Linked DNA regions of Mus musculus: region 2 is linked to region 1. Evidence: chromatin contacts called from public HiChIP or PLAC-seq data. All regions are on one chromosome and are shown on one strand. The core of a region is the stretch at or near the end of the contact, and the rest is flanking DNA. Distances in the headings are between cores, read along the strand shown. Region 1 holds the start of Manbal (mannosidase, beta A, lysosomal-like). Region 2 has its middle 11 kb from the start of Gm34514.

Region 1 (6,167 bases), core at 3,022-5,521:
GACTGTGCTAGCCTGGACAGTGTTAGAAGGAAACTGGAGATCCGGACATAGAAATTCCAGTTAATGGTGCTGTACTGACACAGGCTCAGTAATTATGGCAAATGTTCTTTCCAGAAACTCAATAGTACCTCAAAATAGCCATAAAGCTAAAATTGTTTTAAAATATTTTTTGAACCAGTCTCACACATTCTAGGCCGGCCTCGAACACAGTAGGTATCAAAAGGTGATCCTGAACCACCCACTCTACTTCCTCAGCGCTGGGGTCACCATGTGAACTGTCAATCACAATTCACGAAGTGCTGAGGACTGAACCCAGATAAACCATCACACATGCTAGGCAAGCCCTTTCATCTGCACTCATTCCCAGGCCTAAAATGTTAAACCACCAACATTTCAAAATAAGTAACTATAGGTGTATTTAGAGATTGCAAGACTTATCAAGTACTAATTCTAAAAACGTAGACATCAAATTGGCAGATGTTTTGGGATCTCCCAATTGCTCCCCAGTGCTGTACAGACTCTGGACTGGGATCCCTGCCTCCTGATGAGAGTTTCAAAGCTGTTCTGAGACCTCAACTAAAAAGAGGCAGAGCCGGGTGGTGGTGGCGCACGCCTGTAATCCTAGCACTTGGGAGACAGAGGCAGGTGGATTTCTGAGTTCGAGGCCAGCCTGGTCTACAAAGTGAGTTCCAGGACAGCCAGGACTGCACAGAGAAACCCTGTCTCAAAAAAACAAAAAAACAAAAACAACAACAACAAAAAAGAGGCAGAGTGCTGGAGAGATGGATAGCTCGGTGGTTAAGACAGCTCTTCCAAAGGACCTGGTTCAAGTCCCAGCAACCACATGGCAGCTCAACCTGTCTGTAACTCCAGTTCCCAGGCTTCTGACGCCCTCACACAGACAGCCATATAGGCAAGACACCAGTGAAAATAAAATTAAAATAAATTATACACACACATAGAGTTGGTAGTTGGTGGACTGAAATTGCTGTGCAGACATCTTGCAAAATATGACTACTGGTCCATTTACTGTCACTTAAAGTGTGAGATGCAGGGGCTGGCAAGATAGCTTAGCAGTTAAGAGCACGGACTGCTCTATTAGAGGTCCTGAGCTCATTCCCAGTACCCACATGGTGGCTCACAATCATCTGTACCATGATCCAATGCCCTCTTCAGGTGTGTCTGAAGACAGCTACAGTGTACTCACATACATAAATATTAAAACAAAACAAACCAAAAAACCCTATGAGATGCCACAGAGTTGTTCTGCCTTACCCAGTGGATGCCAGATGCTATGCCCAGTACTGAACCCTAATATATCGATTTCCTCTCTCCACACATACCTGTGATAAAGGATACAGTCTAGGTCCCTGGAATCAAACTCATCCGGTTGTGCTGAGTGGAAGCCATAGTGCCTGCCTGATGAACTGACGTGTGGAATTTGTGATGCATCAATAGGCTGCCTTGGACCTTCTGACAATACATGACAGGGGTGTGTGTGAGGGGCATTCAAGCCACAGTTATGTTGGGGGCGGCTGGGTGTCAGGGGCAGAGGGGAATAGTGGTTTGGGGAATCTGTAACAGCTAAGGACTTAAAAAAAAAAGTTCCTGAGCCGGACGTGGTAGTGCACGCCTTTAATCCCAGCACTTGGGAGGCAGAGGCAGGAAAATTTCTGAGTTTGAGCCCAGCCTGGTCTACAGAGTGAGTCCCAGGACAGCCAGGGCTACACAGAGAAACCCTGTCTCGAAAAACCAAAAAAACAAAACAAACAAACAAACAAACAAAAAAACAAAAAAAAGTTCCTGTACCCACCCACCAACACTAGAAAAGGAGATATTCTGTTTGTTTGTGACAGAGTCTCACTATGAAACAAGACATGTAGACCTCTAAGGCCTTGGACTCCCAGAGTTCCCTCTGCCTCTGCTTCCCTAGTGCTAGAATCAAAGACTCCTGGGGAAAGAGAAAGGATGAAGCCCTTATGCAAGTCACTTTCTATGCAAGTGTAGAAAGATTTCATACAGTTTTTACAAAGTATCAGACCACCTTGCTGGGCAGACTGGAAGGAGGACCAGTGTGGATCAATGACAGGCAGGACCTCATCCTGCCAGACCTGCTTAGCTATGCATACCTCCACCTCTATTCAAGCCTAAACTCCATGACAGAATCTTGGGGAGGGACTTGGAAGCCAGAGGATCCTATTATTTGTTCCTTTTTCCAATGCGGGCACACCGAATACATCTCTTTTCTGATCTTCACTGCTAGTTATCTCATTAACTAAAATATTAGCAATCAGTAGCCAAATCTAGCTCGTTGGCACTGTCAGAGCCAAGTCTTTTACCCTAAAAACTTCAGTTAATAAAACCTTTCAAGAAGACGCTGCAGTTGCTTGGGACAGAATACAGTTTCTATCCCAACACTAGGGAGACAGACAGATCTCTTTGAGTTCTAAACCAGTCTGGTCTGTATGCTGAATTCCAGGCCAGCCAAAACTGAAACCCTGTCTAAAAATAAAGAAATATTTTAATGGCATATTAATCTGAAGTTATTAATTCTATCAATAATGATTGCAGGGAATATGGTCCTTAAGGGATCACATGGGTGGCTTTAATGCTCTGTTCCATCCCAGTATCATAGTTAATAATGGTGTCCTTTGGGGCACATAGAATTTGAAACACACTGGCAACATTTGATGACGTCCACACTGCTGGCGCTGCATCATCACATGCCTTCCAATTCCCCACTTGCTGGCACTTCAAAACTGCCTTCATGTGTTCTTCTGCTGGGACTATAGCAGAGACCTCCACACTGGCAGTGACGTCCGCTATGGAGATTTTGGTTTCAGAACGAATCCATCCCTAACCTGTGTGACCATCCCTTATTCCCAGGAAGTGGCTTTGTGCTCTTGTTTCAGGGGAGGCCTGGCTGAAGCCTTCACATAGCGTAAGGCAGTCTTTGTCCGTTTCTACTCACAAATTCGATGCCATCTCTATCCTAACTAAGTAAACATTTACTACACACTATGGCTGTAACCTTGGCAATGTGAGGTTCAAAAACAAAACTACCACTTATTGATGTTTCAGCAAAGTTCCCATGGAGCCCTCAAATTTGCTATGCAGCCCAGAACAGTATAGGCATGCTCTGCCCCACCCCCAGACTTAGGATGCAAGGGATAAAAACCAAGGCTTTTACACGCTGGGTAAGCCCTCTTCCAACTCAGCCATATCACCAGCTCTGATTTTTAATTTTGATTTTTTTTTTTTCGAGACAGGGTTTCTCTGTGTAGCTTTGGTTGACTTGGAACTTATTCTGTAGACCAGGCTAGCCTCCAACCCACAGAGCTCCTCCAGGATGGCCAGGGCTGCACAGAGAAACCCTGTCTTGGAAAAACAACAAAAATTTTGTTCTCACCAAATAGCTTAGCAACTTTAGCCTAAGAATCTTCCTTTAAAAAAAAAAAAAAGGCTGTTTAAAATAGCACCTTTTTCAGCAAACCCCAAAGGCTATCATTACTACTCTTGTGCTGATATGAGGGTTACACAGGCAGCTGTCCTACGTGACTAATGAGGGGGTAGCGTATACAGAGGGATACGCCAAGCAAGACGATGACCTACGTGTAAAGCAGGAAGAGGTAAAACTTCATCGTGCTACTATCTTAGGGCCGGGAAGAACAGTTCTGGGGTCTGAACATGGGACTCAAGCACGCTGGGTGAGTCTCCACTACTGAGCTACTCAAAACACACAAATTCAAAGCCATGCGCGGTTTGTTTCTGGAGTCTTCCACTTTCTATTTCCAGGTGTCAGGTCACTGGAACCGCAGACACCGGGGAGGCTATCGCATTCCCCATCCCTTTCTCTGGCAGTTTTCTCTCAAGCACACACTGCAACTAAGCACTGATACGCTCCCGGCCTTCGCATCCTCCGCACAGGCCCAAGGGAGCCTTCTGCGGGGAAGGAAAGTGACCGGGAGAGGAAGATCGAGATGCCCGAGGTAACACAGCCATCCAGGGCACACCCGACAAGCCAAGCCCCGGCTGGTCCCGGCGCAGGGCAGGCTGGGCCCTGGCCCTGCACAACCCTCGCGAGGGCCCCAGTCTCCTCGGAACGCAGACTGCCTTTACAGATAACTGCCCTCCGCAACCCCGGAAGCCGCTGTAACCCGCAACGCCGCCCCGATCCCGCCCGCCGGGAAGCCTCGGCCGGGTTATCCGAGCCTCAATACTTACCTCCCGGAACGCCGCGCCGCCGCACCGGAAGTGATCCCTCGTGACCCGGAAGCGATGTGCTGGGAGCAGCAGCAGATTCCGCTCAGCGGGTTTTACCAGGTCCACCGCTTCCTCGCCGTCTTCCTCCTGCTCTCCCCTAATTAGACACCGAAGGTTGAAGCTTTAATGAATTTTTTATTTGATTTGAGACAGGGTCTCAACAGTGTAGCTCTGACTGGCCTCGAACTGGGGGCAATTCTCCTGATTACAGCCGGTCTCCCCCCAGTTTAGAACTCAGTTCTAAGTCTGAGCCAGAAATCTACAATATAAGGGGTAGGACAAACATTACCATGCTATAATTCAGACAAAAACAAATCACCATAATAAATTAAAAAGAGACCAGTGAACATCTCTGCTTCCATGGAGTTTATAGTCAGTAAGTCACATAATAGATAGGGAATCCTTAATGCGATAAATGTTTGGAAGGCAAAAATCAGCATTGAAATAAGTGCGGCAGACCAGTTAGGAATGGAGTTTAATGGGCAGTGATGTGATTGGTGCCTGATAGTCAAGCCTTCACAGTCTCCCACGCTGACCAATGTGACCCATAGAATTTTGGGGAAATACTGAGCTTGAGTTCCGAGATTAAGACAGAAAAACATTGTGACTTCCTCTTTCCTCGCTCTTGATCATTCCTGGGAAGTCCCGCAGAGTGAGATTCACGTGGGCAGTTATCAAGCCTCCAGCCAACGAACTCAGCTTGGCAGCCAGATAAACTATCTCTAGGTCAGCTGATGTGGCCCTGACCCCTAAATCCTTTAATTATGTGTGCCACGGGTGGGTATTGGTGTGGGTACGGGTGTGGCATATGCACTCACATGCATGTACCTATGGCTGCTGAGGCCAGAGTATATCACGTGTCTTGCTCTATTATAGTCCACCTTATTCCCTTGAGATAGGGAAAGCCGCAGGGATCCCGTATCCATCCTCTCCTCTCCTCTGCCTTGGACTGGCGTTAAAGATGTATGAGTGACCATGCCTGGCTTTTTACTTTGGGTCTTTGAGACCTTCATGTTTAGTCAATAAGCACTCTCACTCACTGAGCCATGCCCAGCCTCAAAATCAATTGTGTAGATGGATTTTGGGTTGTTTGGTTTTTTGTTTTTGTTTTTTCCTTTTTCTTTTCTACTTCTGAGGCAGAATCCTCAAGCGTGCTGCTCCAAACTCCTGCTGCTGTGAGGTCCTCCCAATGGTAGACATAGACGGTCATCGACAACCCAAGCCAAAACAAACTTGCAAAGTTTCTTCTATCGGAGCCTAACAGCAACAAACGAGTAACTAGGGACTGGAGAGAGGCTCAGTGGTTAAGTGTGTCTGCTGCTCTTCCAAAAGAACCTGGGCTTGGTTCCTAGCACCCACATAATGGCACAAAATCCTTTATAACACCAATGTCAGGAAACCAGAAGCTTTCTTCTGGTCTCTGTGTACCAAGCACACATGTGATACAAATACATACATGCAGACAAAACATTATATATATTATATATGTTATGTTATATTATATATACATACACACACACACACACACACACACACACACACACACATATATATGGTCTGGAGAGAACAAATATTTAATACAGGACTTGCCCTAAAAGTGCCCAATATGTATGGATAGATAAAGACAGTCATTTTTGCTTGAGCGTTTTTTATTTTTGAGACAGGGTCTCACAGTGTCATCCTAGCTGGCCTGGAACTCTCTATATAGATATATAGACCAGGTTAGCTTTGAACTCACAGAGATACGTCTACCTCTGTCTCCCTAATGCTGAGATTAAAGGTGTGAGCAACCACACCCAGAAAAAAAAAAGATGTTTTATGAATTCTTTACCCTCTATTCAAAGATATATCAGAACTTAACCTCTACTGTTCCAGAATGTGATTCTATTTGGAGGCAGGATTTT
Region 2 (6,065 bases), core at 2,817-5,316, 800 kb before region 1:
ACATGGAAAAGCCACAGCCTAGTTTTAGACCTAGATTTCCCACTCCTGCACAAGGCTAGGATCAGAATCATCTTGACCCTAGTAGGTGATTTCAGAGCTCAGGAGGCTGGAGTTGTCAGACTCTGACTCAGAGGTAGCAGGATATAGCTAAAGTGTCATTATGGCTACTGCTTAACTGATGTCTGGGTGAGCCAATGACAGTTTAGAGAAGAGGACACAGGTTTGAAACCACTGCAGGGTGGTTCTGATGCCCTCTGCAAGAGTAATCACCAAGGAAAACACTCTGGCGTGTTGCCCACCACATGGACAGAGGAGGAGGCTTGGTTTAAAGATGGATTTGTATTTGTGTATGTCTGGGTGTTTTGTCTGCATGTGTGTCTGTGTACTACATGCCTGGTGCCTACAGAAGGCAGAAGAGGGTGTTAGGTCCCCTAGGAGTGATTATGGTCCACTCTGTGGGTGCTGGGAATCGAACCCAGGTCTACTGGAAGAGCAGCCAGTGCTTTTAACCACTGAGCCTCCACTCCAACCACAGATAGTCTGATTTTAAATACCAAGTTCCTTGACCACTCAGTGTTCTCTTTGGGTTTCCAGGGGCTCTCCAGGGTACCTCAGAGGAAATACAGCAGTGTGAGTCAGACAGGAGCTGGGACCCAAGGACAGGCTGATGAGAAGGAAGACTGGACCATGAAGTAGCCCTGCAGAGAGAAATACTAGTGGTCGTAGTTCAGGTGCTCCCAAGAAATGCGATTATGCACAACCACGTCGCCCTTCCTCAGAATGTCAAGGACAAAGTGTTGAGGTCACCGGCTAGCCAGGGAGGGACAGCACACTTATTTGTTCAGTTACAACAGACTTGATATTCCCACTTGGGTGTCTCAGGCAAGTCACACTTCCCATGTCCCGGGCTAAGCCATCATCTCTTTCAGTATCTCCCCATCCCAGTCAATGACAACTGTCTTCCACGGGGGTCAGAACCCTTCCACCCAATTTTATCAGCTGTCTCTCACACCACACTGAAGGTACCCAGAATCTGACCTTTGACCCTTTAACATCTGCTCCCACTATCATCCCACCCCTGGATTATGGCAGTAGCCCCTCACTTGCCCACCTGTTTCAAGGCTCCCCTCAGTGTCACCCCCCCCCCTCCCGCCAGCATCAAGAGCCTCCTCTAAAACCCAACCAAGGCTGACTTCTTCTCATAGCTCTTGCTTCTCCAGTGGCTCCCGTGTCAGAACAAGTCAGCGTCTTTGGAATGCTCTAAAGAGGCTAAATACTTCAGGCTGCCTTGGATTCTTACAATACCTTACTGGAGACAAAAGGGGGTTGGGAGAGGGTGTAATGAGTATGTTGCTGGTCACTATAACAAAATCTGTGACTGAAGCAGCCTAAGGAAGGGAGGGTTCACTTGGCTCACAGAACGTGCAGTCCTTCACGGTGGAGAGGACGTGGGGACAGGAGCTGGAGGTGGTGTGTCCTATTGCATCCAAGTCAGGAACTGGAAAGTCATGAAGTCAGTTTCTTGAGATTCCAATGCGTGGGGTGATGCCACCCACAGGAAGGTTGAGCCTCCCCACCTCAGTTAACTCAACCTAAGTTTTGTCTCCTAGGTGAGAAAGTTCCTGTTAAGTTGACTGTCGACACAAATTAACCACCACAGAGGGGCTGCTCCACTGATGGGAAAACTGAGTCCAAGGCAACATGGAGGTCAGTCACATGCCAGTCCCCTCCCCACCCCCTTTCCACTACTCTGACACTGATGCCTGAATGACATCTCCTGGTGTCTCTAATCAGGCAAAGCTGTGCACCCTCTTCACTCCCCCCCCCCCCCCAAAGCGCTGGCTCACTGCCCTCCAGTGGCGTCTAGCCAGGTGTTGAAATCAGACTGTGGATGCTGTGCACTTGGCTGGAGCAGGTCCCTGGATTCCACCCCTTTTTAGGCCAAATCTGAGCGGTGTGTGGTCCTACTCCAGGCTGCTGAGTCGCTATCAGAGGAATTAAAGGTCCCAGGGGCTGGAACAGGTCAACTGCTGGGTCCTGGGCTCCGCTGACTCACTGAGTGATCCTGTGCAAGTCACCTCTCCACTCAGAACTGCAGTTTCTGCGGATGAACGCTAACGTCTAAGCTTTCTTCAGGAGTTGATGGAGCACAGGCTCACACTGTGAGGTCAACAAGTTGTCGGCAGATCACTTTAAAATAGAAAGATGACTCAGGAGAGCCAATATGTCATAGGACATCAGAACCATAGTGTCTAAAGACCTGGAACAGCAGGACCGATGGGCAAAGTGTGAGGAGAACACAAGGGGCAAGGGGCACTTTCCGACAGCCTGTGCGGTGCCTGGACTCAGACACCAGCCAGCCTCGGTCACTGAGGCAGTGTGAGTTTAAGTCAGCAGGTCTCCGGGGGGCATTTTACAATTTATAAGGTTATTTTGGATGTCACAACAATTAAGGAATTAAGGGTCGTAGTGATATTTTGGGTCCAAGAATCAGGGATCCTGGGTCTCGCCAAAATGTCCGAAACCATCTCTTCCTCTCCTCCAACAGAGCATTCCCTGACTTCCTTCACTACGCTCAAACGCCCACTAACAAACAACAACAACAACAAAAAACAAAAACAAAAATTAAAAAAAAAAAACACACCACAAATCTAAACAGATCAGGTTTTCATCCACAGCAGAGCCAAAGGACTTTGCAGGAAGTCAAAGAAGGACTCTAGCTCGGGAACAGGTTGTTACTGACAGAGAAGCAGACATGGGACAAGAACGGTGACTCAGTTTCTGAATCATTTTCTCATTCCACACAGCCCGTCTGGTCAGAAAGTTGGACCATCTCCAATGGCAGAGTTATAGGAAAAGGGTTCTGAGCGTGGCTCTAATTCCTGCAAGCATAGCAAAACCAATGTGTGGGGGATGGAGGGATGAGGCTCCTACAGGCTTAGTAGTGTGCCACTGGCTTCCCCATAGGCTTAGCATCCAGTTCTAGTGTGCCACTGGCGTCCCCATATCACTGGGTAGATGGTGGATTCTTGTGATTCGTCCCCTCTTCCAAATAAGGGATGTGGTCACATGAGGCTTGGTGCAGACATGAGGCATCTCTGAGCTAGGGGTGCACTTTCTAATTGTGACATCAGCTGGGAACTGCGTATCTCTGTTCTCCGGGGGCCCTTGCTGACTCTCTGCAGGTGACATGTGCCATGTGTCTTCCTGCATGCTCTCTTTTTTCAGCTACAGTTATTTCTCCTCCTCTGGCCACATGCAGATGAGCACAGGCTATTATGCCCTGCCCTGATAGCAGGCATTATTTTCCTTTCCAGCTGAAACCCTTCTTTTCATCTTCCTGATTCCTGGGTCTAAGGGTCGCTGGGCTGCTCACCTCCTTGGAATCTGAATTTACTCATTATGTGTGACCCCGAGTCTGATATTTTCTTATCCCTTCCTGGGTGGTTGTTCCCAAGATTATATTGAAACACATTATCTTATTATAAGTAACTTCCTTTCTATTCCTTCTTTATATGATTGGTGTGTGTGCGTGTGTGTTTTATTACCCATGAGTTCCATTTCAAAAGTAAGATCAAGCACTTAATATAAATAAAAAGGCTTGGGTAATTACACTTGTGGGTTCAGGCTTGGGAGCTGAAAGCAGGAAGATCAAGAGTTCCAAGTCATCCTAGCTACATAGCAAATTTGAGGCCATCCTTGGCTACATGAGACACTGTAGTTCATTCAAAACCAAATGAAACCAAAAGTAAAGCTTCAACTAGAAACTGTTCACATATGCAAGAACATTTGTGTTCTAACCACTCCTAACAGCCCCAAGTGGGAAAAGTGTCACACCCGTCAGAGCTGAAGGGATTCGCGCCCTGAGGTGAGACAACCCAAGAACTCTGTGTACCACAGAAGAGGAGCCAGGCATGACTGTCCACAGAGACACAGAGAGAAGCATCACACTCAAACATGGGAGCGAGTGGAAGATCCAGGAAGGAAGCTAGATCCACCTACACAGAGCTCTAGAGGAGGCTGGTTAATTCTGCACTGCCAGACAGCAGGGAGGTGCCTGCAGGCCTTTGTGGTCAGTGACCCAGTGAAAGCGAAAGGGGACTTACAGGAAGATGTGTGGCGCCCCACTTCCTGATCTGGTTTGTCAGTGTGTGAAAACTCACCAGGCTGTTCACTTGTGAGCACTTCCTTGTGTGTATGCCAGTACTAAAGCTTTTCAGCGAAGTACAAAACAGAACCGTATGTGTGTGTGATGATAAATGATAGACAGACGAATAGATACATAGATCAATTTACAGATAGACTATTGATACAGGCTTGATCCTCAGGGTAGACCAACAGGCTAGAGTCAGGAAGGAGATGATATAGCTATTTGAATCAGAAGTCAGTCTATGGGCAAGGACCTCCCTCTGGAGTAACTGAATGGAGGCTCGTTGGCTATAGTTTCCTGACTTAAATGTTGGATGTTGGGGTTGGGGAGATGGCTCAGTGGGTAAGAGCACCCGACTGCTCTTCCGAAGGTCAGGAGTTCAAATCCCAGCAACCACATGGTAGCTCATAACCATACGTAATGAGATCTGACTCTCTCTTCTGGAGTGTCTGAGGACAGCTACAGTGTACTTACATATAATAAATAAATAAATAAATAAATAAATAAATATCTTTTAAAAATGTTAGATGTTTGTTTGTCTTGTCTGAAACAATAACAACAACAAAACAGAAGACGTCTATAGAAACAGTTAGGATCTTACCCAATCAAATAACAGTGTAGCATGACCTAGTTAACTGGACACTTCAAATGAACAAGCATAATGTTACTCTTTAACAAAACAGTCATTAAGGGGTGGGGAGCTTCCTACTAACAAGTTTGTGAATAGCTAACATGAACAATGCTCCCAAGAGGCCTTGTTATAGTTATGGTTGCTGCAGAGCCATGCCCACCCTGTGAGCAGAACCGCAAGAACTAGGTCAAAGGAGAGAACGTGCCCATGAGCCCCTGTCCTCTGCTTGCCAGGGTAACCTGGAGAAATTTGGCTACTTTTGCTATCAGACTTGGGAATCCCAGCCTATGGCCCAAGCCAGGTTCAACCACCCGTGTTCAGCAAGCTAATTAAAGGAGCCAAACCGTGGGCTGGAGTGATGGCTCAGTAGTTAAGAGCTCTTGTTTTTGAGTTTGATTCTCAGCATCCACAGGCCAGCTTACTGCCATCTGTAACTCCAGCCCCAAGGGATCTGACATGCTCTTCTGATCTCCGAGGACACTGTGCATGTCAAACATACATACAGACAAAACACTCAACATATGTAAAATAATATATAAATCTAAAAGGTTTTAAAAGAAGCAGGAAAGAGAGGTTTACTCGGTGTGTCCACACTGAGAAGAGATCTGGGAAACGCTCCCCCCCCCCCCCAGAGACTTTTACTTTGGTGGTCCTAAAGTGGAGGTGAACGTTATGAACAGAAAACCAATGATATGTACATAGAAAACGATCCTAGCTAGTCAGGGTGTGGTCCTGCTGGTCTCTGACTGTGTCTGGGATTCAGTCTCATCCTGCAAGGAAGTCTGACAAGTTGGTAGAACATCGTGGATTCTCTTTCAGAGACAAGTTCCCCTCAGGCTTGTCCCAAAGGAGAGTCCTGGGGGAAAATCCCATTTCTTTGGGATCGACTGCTTTAATAATCTGTCCCTTTAGAGTGTCTTCTTAGAATATCTTGATTTCTTCCAGCCCTGGGACATTTCTGAAAGGTACATCTTCACAATGACCTGGGCAAGAATGAAGGAGCATCCTTGGGATTCCAGCATTGGCGAGGCTAAAGCAGGAAGGTTGCTAGCTCAAGTCCAGCCTGGGCTACACACTCAGTCTCGACGAGCAAAACACAAACAAAGATACCAAAAATATCTCTTTTTGCAGATGCTGTCAGCTTATACAGGGAAGCGGGAAGAGATCCGCAGGACATTATTAGAACTAATGAGCCACTTGGGTAAGGTTGAGGGACACAAGATCAATGTACAAAATCAATGGTATTTCTACACCCTGGCGGTGAACGGTCTGAAATGAAATTAA

The links. HiChIP or PLAC-seq counts read pairs in DNA pulled down with a chosen protein or histone mark.
Region 2: an HNF4G HiChIP or PLAC-seq map of pancreatic cancer cells shows a contact between it and region 1. The contact joins the enhancer-like site here to the promoter of Manbal in region 1. A contact is called at or near these places in 3 of 39 promoter capture datasets (the C10 cell line, the HPC-7 cell line and HPC-7-derived erythroid cells) and 7 of 115 datasets of contacts at active chromatin or transcription factors (embryonic hindbrain, embryonic stem cells, pancreatic cancer cells and 1 more).

Annotation. Positions count from the first base shown.
Region 1 is chr2:157,365,698-157,371,864 of GRCm38.p6, reverse strand. It overlaps Manbal (mannosidase, beta A, lysosomal-like), which reads right to left and starts at 4,271. Exons shown (of 3, transcript NM_026968.3): 1 at 4,225-4,271.
Region 2 is chr2:158,164,817-158,170,881 of GRCm38.p6, reverse strand. No RefSeq gene overlaps it. Among named protein-coding and RNA genes, the nearest start is that of Gm34514, 11 kb to the left of the region's middle. Within about 2 kb of position 4,066, at least 152 of the 459 cell types and tissues checked have an H3K27ac peak or open chromatin away from gene starts, as enhancers often do. A contact at or near this core is called in the HPC-7 cell line and pancreatic cancer cells, where this site is marked.